2 separate regions of the Bos taurus genome follow, and region 2 is linked to region 1. A link is a contact called in public Hi-C data. All regions are on one chromosome and are shown on one strand. The core of a region is the stretch at or near the end of the contact, and the rest is flanking DNA. Distances in the headings are between cores, read along the strand shown.

Region 1 (3,892 bases), core at 448-2,947:
GGCGGCCGCCGCGATGCGGTGACCGCTCGGACCCGAGGCCGACGATCTCAGGCACCCGGCCCGGCAGCCCAACCTCTAGTCGCACCCGCGATTGGAAACGCCTCGGGCGCTGGCAGAAGAAAGGCAAAGCCGCCTCGGCGGCCGCAGGTCCACGAAAAGCTGCACCTCGGCCAGGGGCTGAAGGAAGGCACGGGTCCCGCGAGGGGAGGTGGGGCCGCCGGACAGCCCCTCCAGCGAAGAGCCCTGAGCTTTGTTCGCCTCGGGCCCGCGGGCCGGGCACGCACTCTTGTGCACGCGCGCACACACAGATATACACAAAGATATACACAGAGACACACAGAGATATACACACAAGGGCCCCGCAGCGCGCTGCCCCGCAGGCTCCCGCCCTCCCCCGCCGCACATCCTCGGATCCGCCCCCCGAGCAGCCCAGACCCCGCGGGGCGCCTGTCCCCGGCTGGCCAACTCGTGCACACACACGCACACGCGCCGCGGGGCCCCAGGGCTGCTCCAGCACGCCGGCCCGCGCAGGGACCCGGGTGCACGCAGACCCTAGCGCAACCCGCGCCCAGTCCTCCCTTAGCTCCGCAGTGTTTTTTATGAATGAAAATGTGGTATGCAAATGAGAGCGATTCAAGAAAACGACATGGCGGAGTCTGGGCCCCAGTGGGCTTCCGAAGGGACCGCGGGGCTAGTGGAAGGGGCGGGAGAGTCACAAAAGTCACCGGGTCAAAACCCACCGACCCCTGGAAGCCGGAGCGGGGATGTCAGGTGTTCCGCTCCCGCCGCCGAGGATCTCGAGAGGAGGGGTGATTTGAGTCCCCGGAGAGGGATCGGGGACCGCCCGGAGGTCACCCGCGCGCCCTTGGCCCCTGCAGCGGCCACCAGCCCGCCGACCCAACACGCGCCCCCTCCAGCCTGCAGCAGTTTTCGCCCCCTCCTCACTTCATCAACAAGGGGGGAAATCTCGTGTCCCACACCCCACAGACCAGCGAGTCACTGCACCCCAAGCCAAGTTCACCCAAACAGCGTCCCCGCCCGCGTCCTCAGCCCCGGCCCCCACGCTGCCCTCGCGGGGCACCATCGTCCCACCCCCGCGGCCAAACTTACTCGTCCGGGTGTGTTTCTTCGGTCATTTTCTTGTTCACCTAGACGCCTGTCCCGCGGCGGGCAGCTTTGCTCCCTTCATCTTCCTGTCCGCTCATCCTCCCCCCCACCCCCCTTCTTCACATCTCCGGAGATCGCCTGATTTGGTTGGGGGGAGCTGCTAGAGATGAAGGGGGCGCCGCAGAAGCCAGAAGGGGAAGCAGGGCGACGGGAGCGTGGGGTGAGGTCTGGGAGAAGGGGTGCACAGGCAAGCTTCGCGGGGAGTGAGCGCCGCAGGGCCGAGGGGCAAAGGCGGGCGGGGGCTCCGAGGGCTCGGGAGCGGGCGGAGCGGGGAGATTTGGGCAGGGGACGGCGGTAGGGGAGAGGAGGAGAAAAACAAGCGCGCGGTGGAGCGGCGGGGACTGCTGAGAGCAGGAGAAGAGGGCCGGCCGCGGGCGGGGGCTCGGCCCGGGGTTGCCCCAGGGGGGCCGGGCCAATCACGGTTCCGGGGAGCGCTCGGCGGCCAGGGGAGGTGCGCCCGGAAGGCGGTGCAGGGCGCCCCGTCCGAGCCCCATCTCTCGACTCTACCGATTTACTCCATATTGGATTCTCACCACCGCCAACAGGAGGAGGAAGTAGGGCGGAAGCGATGACGTCTTCCCAGCGGCCAGAGGTGGTGGAGTGCAAAAAGCTTCCTACTTGCGACCGAAAAAAAAAAAAAAGGAGGAAAAAAAAAAAAAAAACTTTGTCCGGCCTACTGAGCATGCCCGACTTCCTTCCCTCCGTCCCCCGCCCCCCCCCCAAGTCCCTCCCGGCTTCCACTCCCGGAGGAGCCCCGGAGCGGAGTTGTTTGCGCCGCGTTTAACTCCGGATCCTCCCGCGTTAGCGCTCCGGGTTTTAAGATGCCCGAGAGGAGGGAGGAGGTGGCAGCGGGGGACTCGCACACATCTGGCCTCCGGTTGGTTCCCTCCCTCCTCCCAAACCCCTGGATTAAAAATCGGAGGGAAGAGGAGGAGGGGGAAGACGGTGAGCTCTGGGGGTGGCCGGAGGGTTGCTGGCCTTCGGAAGACCAACTAACCCCACCTTGGGTCGGGAGGGTGGGAGCGGAACAGGTGCATTTGCCAAGATTCTGAATGGCAGAGGCTTTTCAGTTTCTCGTAAATCTCGGGATCTCTTTTCTTGGTAGGGGCTTGGGCGTTTTTAAGGAATCATTATTTGTACATTGAAAAAAAAAAAAAATCCAACAGAAGCCAGGAGCGTTTGCATTCCAGTAGAAATGAAGGACTTTCCCAGGTTAAAATGCAAATCCAAATATGTTTTTTAAATTATTAAGTAAATCTCAAGTTGGTGGAGAATGGTCCTTGTCCTAGGCCCTTGAATGCCAGTTTCTGGCCCAGAGGTTGCCAGCCCCATGGGCTTCGGCACAGTGAGGTGGGGACCCCTGCTCCCGCTCTATCTCCCCTTTGTTTTTAAATTATTTTCCTAACCTGGCCTGGGACCGTGCCCAGGATAGGCCCGCACTTTTTAACACAGCACTGTCTAGGCAAAGGGCAAGCAACCTGCACAACTGTGCCAGGGTCTTTGCTTGGCTTGATGCTCTGCTGTTGCAGTTTTGAAATTCTTTATGGTGTTTAAACTGGGGGCTTCACATTGCTACTTTGCAGGGGTCCCAGAAATTCCATCGCCAGTGAATATTTCCTTCTGGGGTCTAGCTAGGGAGCAAGAGATATAGTCCCTGTTCCTTCCTGCTCTCGGAGCACTTTTATGTTCTCCTGAATGTCCCAAGACACTACACAAAAAATTTTAACTTAATGGCAATCACTGAACCAATTAAGAGAAGACTAAATATATGCCTCAAATGTTGCATAGGTAAAGGGTATATGTATGCATTTGGAGAGTCACAGTACTCTGAAGAAAGTTAAGAGTTTTCACCTTGAGTCAAGGGAAAACTAGTGGTTTACCCTAGGCTTTGTGTTTAATCTTAACCATGATCTTTGTGGACACAGATTGGGGTTAAACCCAATCAACCACTCTATGCTAAGTGCTGGTATGTGGTGGTAAAAAGGGCACTAGACAGGGGAGGAACACCTAGGTTCTGGTTTCCTCCTAGTAGCCCCAAGACCCTGAGTGAGGCTTTTAGCAATTCTTCAGTTTCTTTATAAAACAAGGATACCAAGGCCACACTTGTCTTTCTCAGTCTTTGAGACCACTGAGGGTCTATGAGAAAGCACTGAACAAAGCAAGACCTCATTGGCATCTAAATCCCCATGAGGTGAAGGCATCTACCCAGTTCTCACCTTTGCCCATTTGTTGCTTTTCTCAGCAATGTTTGAAAGAAGTCGTATTCATTCCTGAACTTCAGGAACATGGACATTTGTCTTGTCAGAAATATCCACCCAATGGGCGTCACCCTCTAGTTCAGAGTACTCAAATGACAAGGTTACAGGTGAGATGATTATTTTCTGCAGGTAGGCAAGCTGAATCTGTGTCATTACAACTCATTCATCCATCTCCCTGCTAATAACAGTGAATGACTGGCCCAACCCAGGAGCAAAAGAAAACATTCCAAGGTCCAAGAGTCACCAAGTCCCAACTTGGATGTTCTGCTGCCAGACTCCAGCAGGTCCTTAAGTTCTCTGAGCCTCACACTATCCTGTATTAACAAGGTAATATCCACAACATAGCGTTGTTGGAGGATTAAATGGCTATAAAATGAAGGCACTGTGTTAAGCACACTGCAAATACGAGATTAACGGCAACCCTTTCTTCCCTTTAGCCAGTGGATTATCAAATGCTCTCTCTTTCA
Region 2 (3,730 bases), core at 77-2,576, 110 kb after region 1:
TTCTCCTCCCGCCCTCAATCTTTCCCAGCATCAGGGTCTTTTCAAATGAGTCAGTTCTTCCCATCAGATGGCCAAAGTACTTAAGGCATAGAATGTCTCTTTATCATCACACATTTATATTCTTCACATTCTGTGACAAAGAGCTTATAGTGGGGCAGAAGATGCTACAGAAATATTGCAAGGGGCCTGTGACCTATGCAACAAGCCTTGATGTAGACCAAATATATAATATTTCACACATAAACATTCTACTCTTTTTCAAATGTATGTGAGTGCTGCTGTGATTAAACCATGGGGAGTAGTTGAGGTGCTGAATTCAGAGTGAATTGTTATTCCCCTGCCACTCCTGTCCCAAACCACAAACAGTTTTGAGTCTGTCTCCTGGCTCGCTCCCATCCCTTCCCATTTCCAACTCTTCAAGTAGGAACTGGGCCTTGTCAATTACTCCTTCATAAATCTCGCCCTTCCTTCCCTGCTGTTCTCCGCCAGGTCAGGCCCTCATCTCTCCACCACTGGAAGACGACCAGAGCTCCCCACCTGGCCTGTCTCCAAGGCCCCGTTCAAGATCAGCTAGCACTCTGCCACCAAGTAAATCTTCCTTATGGTCCATACAATTCCTTGGTCTAAAAATACTTAGGACTTCTGGTCTCTTAACCTGGTTATTCTCAATGCCTCTCAGCGTGGCATTAAGTACCACCTCTTGAACACAAAACGAGAGCCACCTAATATTTTAAAAATAACTGAATCAGATTGACGTGTCCCTTAAAATACCACAATTTCTGGTTACCATGTATTGATAAGAATTATTATTTTATCATAGCCTTCAGAATGTGTGTGTGTGTGCATGCTCAGTCACTCAGTCATGTGCGACCACATGGCCTCTTTGCGACCACATGGACTATAGCCTGCCAAGCTCCTTTGTCCATGGGATTCTCCAGGCAAGAATGCTAGGGTGAGTTGTGACTTCCTCCTCTAGGGACCTTCCCAGGAGGAACCTGAGTCTCTTGGATTTCCTGCTTAGGCAGGCGGATTCTTTACCACTGCGCCACCTGGGAAGCCTTTCAGAATGAAAGTGTTCAATAAATAGATTCGGTGGAATTATAGATGGCAATGAATAGAAAACTTCATTTTCCATATCTCATTTTTTTCAAGAACAGGTGGTCACCTCCTGTTTCCTTGAAATAAGTTTTCCCCAAATTGTGGTGTTCCTCAGAATTCTGCGTATCAGAAAGTTCAGGAACTGCCAGCTTAGTTTACTGGGCCCAGGACTCTAATTCCAACTTCTCTTTGCGTCCATGAGGGTGTAAGCAGAGCAGCTTGTCCAAACAGGACCTGCTGGCTCCCTCTGGTGGAGATTGGGGAGAAAACATGCACAAAGAAAGGTTGCTCTACTTATTGGCAAATTGGCAAATGCTAGACATACTTCTTTAGAATTTCATGAATAATTTTAATTCCATGACAGAGAAGGCAATGGCACCCCACTCCAGTACTCTTGCCTGGAAAATCCCATGGACGGAGGAGCCTGGTAGACTGCAGTCTGTGGGGTAGCTAGGAGTCGGACACGACTGAGCGACTTCCCTTTCACTTTTCACTTTCACGCATTGGAGAAGGAAATGGCAACCTACTCCAGTACTCTTGCCTGGAAAATCCCATGCACGGCGGAGCCTGGTGGGCTGCCGTCTATGGGGTCGCACAGAGTCAGACACGACTGAAGCGACTTAGCAGCAGCAGGAGTACTGTATGGAAAGGGCCCCAAGAAATGTGATCTGCAAAGTCTGTTCTGAGAGAGAGGTGTCTTTTACTGTGTGCAGTACTGCAGAACGGATGAGAATCATTGGGGCGGGGGCCGGGGAGTGGAGAATAAATAACTGGAAAGTGTGGATAATTAAATACCAATTTTTGGCTGACAGTTTTAGTGTGTGCCTTTCCACCAGGGAATTTTACAAGGAACAATCTGTTTGAGGATCTCTTTCTCTTTTCATGGTGGGAAGAAGAGCAGAATGATCCAGAGGGAGGGTCAAGTCAAAGCTTCCTGGTCCTGGCAGGGATTCGAACCCAGGAACACCAGCCTCCCGGGGTCCTGGGGCTGCCTGGTTTCTGGGGTCCTTCCTACCGGTGGTTGCTCCTGACGGCCATCAACCAGCCCTTGAGGCCACTCAGCCTGGCCAGGGTTTTTCGCTGGTCTGTGTGTTTCCTTCTTCTTCCTACTAGAAATGGGGGTGCAGAGGACAGTACCCACAGGAGGGGACGGAATGGGCATGATGAGTGTGTCTAATACAGCCTGTCGTGGGTGAGAGGCACCAAGTGTTCGGCTTGTTCTGCTTTTATGGTTGTGCCATGTGGTTCTTGATTTGCCACATCTGAACATATCTGGCTAGTAGGACACTGGACAAGTCCCGGCCAGTGGCACCCATCCTTGCTTGGCTAAATCTGGCCTGCCTTCCTGGTCTTATCTAAAGGGTCATTTATTCCAGGAGGCCCTCCTGGAAGTCTCCCACAACAGGGGGAGATGATTCTCTCATGTGCCCCCCAGCCCACAGGCTGTACCCCATTTATTGTGCTGATCCCTCTGTACTCCACCAGCCAGTTGTTGTGGCTGTCCTCACCATCAGCCTACCTGACTCTGGCAGTGACTGTGGCTTAACTCTCCTCTGTATCCCCAGGCCTAGTGCCCTGCCTGGTACTCTGAGTGGGTTGTCAGAGAAGGCTTCCCATACCGTCTAACTTCTGGGCTATGTCTTCAAGAATAAGAAGGGAGGGACTTTCCTGGTGGTCCGGTGGCTACGATTCTGGATTCCCAACTCAGGGGGCCCAGGTTCGATGCTAGATCCAAACTTTTGGATGTGAAAACACAACCTTTCCAGGACAAACGCAAGCAATTTAAGAGAAGATACATATTCCCCCCTCCCCAGTAATGGACACTTTGGAAATTAGAGGAAAACATAAAAGAATTTGTGAATCTCTGGGCCCCATATATTAATACCAAGAAACTGAAAACAAGATGTCTTGTCTTGAAATGGCCATGGCCTCTTTATGCCCTGGGTGCAGCCTCTACCCAGATGCGTTAGGACAGGGGCACAGCCCATTGCTTAGAGAGATGACGCACAAGTAAAGCCGGCTGGGAGTGTTAAAGTCACAGCCACAGCTGAGATGAAGGGCCTTGACAGCAGCTGCAAGCTGGGGAGTCAGAGGGAGTGGGGGGCTGTGGAGGTACAGGCACAGCTGCAAGGTGCCAGCCACTTCTCTAGCCAGCAGGTGAACCCAAAGGTGCAGATATAGATATAGAAATATATGGGTTCCCCTGGTGGCTCAGTCAGCAAAGAATCCACCTGCAATGCAGGACACCTAGGTTTGATCCTGGGTTGGGAAGATCTGCTGGAGAAAGAAATGGCTACCCACTCTTGCCTGCTTAATCCCATGGACAGAGGAGCCTGGCAGGTTACAGTGCATGGAGTCACAAGAGTCGGACGCGACTTAGCGACTAAACCACCACCATGTATACATATATAAAAATTTTTTTTTCAGATTAGAGTTCATTACAGGATACTAAATATAGTTCCCTGGGCTATACAGTAGGTCCTTGTTGTCTACCTATTTTTATATTATATAGTGCTTTGTATCTACTAATCACAAACTCCTAATTTATACCTCCCCTTCTTTACCCTCTGGTGATCATAAGTTTGGTTTCCATGTTTGTGAGTCTGTTTCTGTTTTGTAAATAAGTTCATTT

What was found. A called contact is a pair of places that touch in the nucleus more often than the background predicts.
Region 2: a contact with region 1 is called in a Hi-C map of skeletal muscle, with 4 times the contacts expected there. The contact joins the enhancer-like site here to the promoter of SPRED2 in region 1. A contact is called at or near these places in 3 of 11 Hi-C or Micro-C datasets (liver, skeletal muscle and skin fibroblasts).

Annotation. Positions count from the first base shown.
Region 1 is chr11:63,799,511-63,803,402 of ARS-UCD2.0, forward strand. SPRED2 (sprouty related EVH1 domain containing 2) reads right to left here and starts at 1,698. Exons shown (of 6, transcript XM_024999446.2): 1 at 1,111-1,698. The coding sequence starts at 1,136.
Region 2 is chr11:63,914,620-63,918,349 of ARS-UCD2.0, forward strand. No RefSeq gene overlaps it. Among named protein-coding and RNA genes, the nearest start is that of SPRED2, 120 kb to the left of the region's middle. Within about 2 kb of position 1,327, at least 6 of the 102 cell types and tissues checked have an H3K27ac peak or open chromatin away from gene starts, as enhancers often do. A contact at or near this core is called in skeletal muscle, where this site is marked.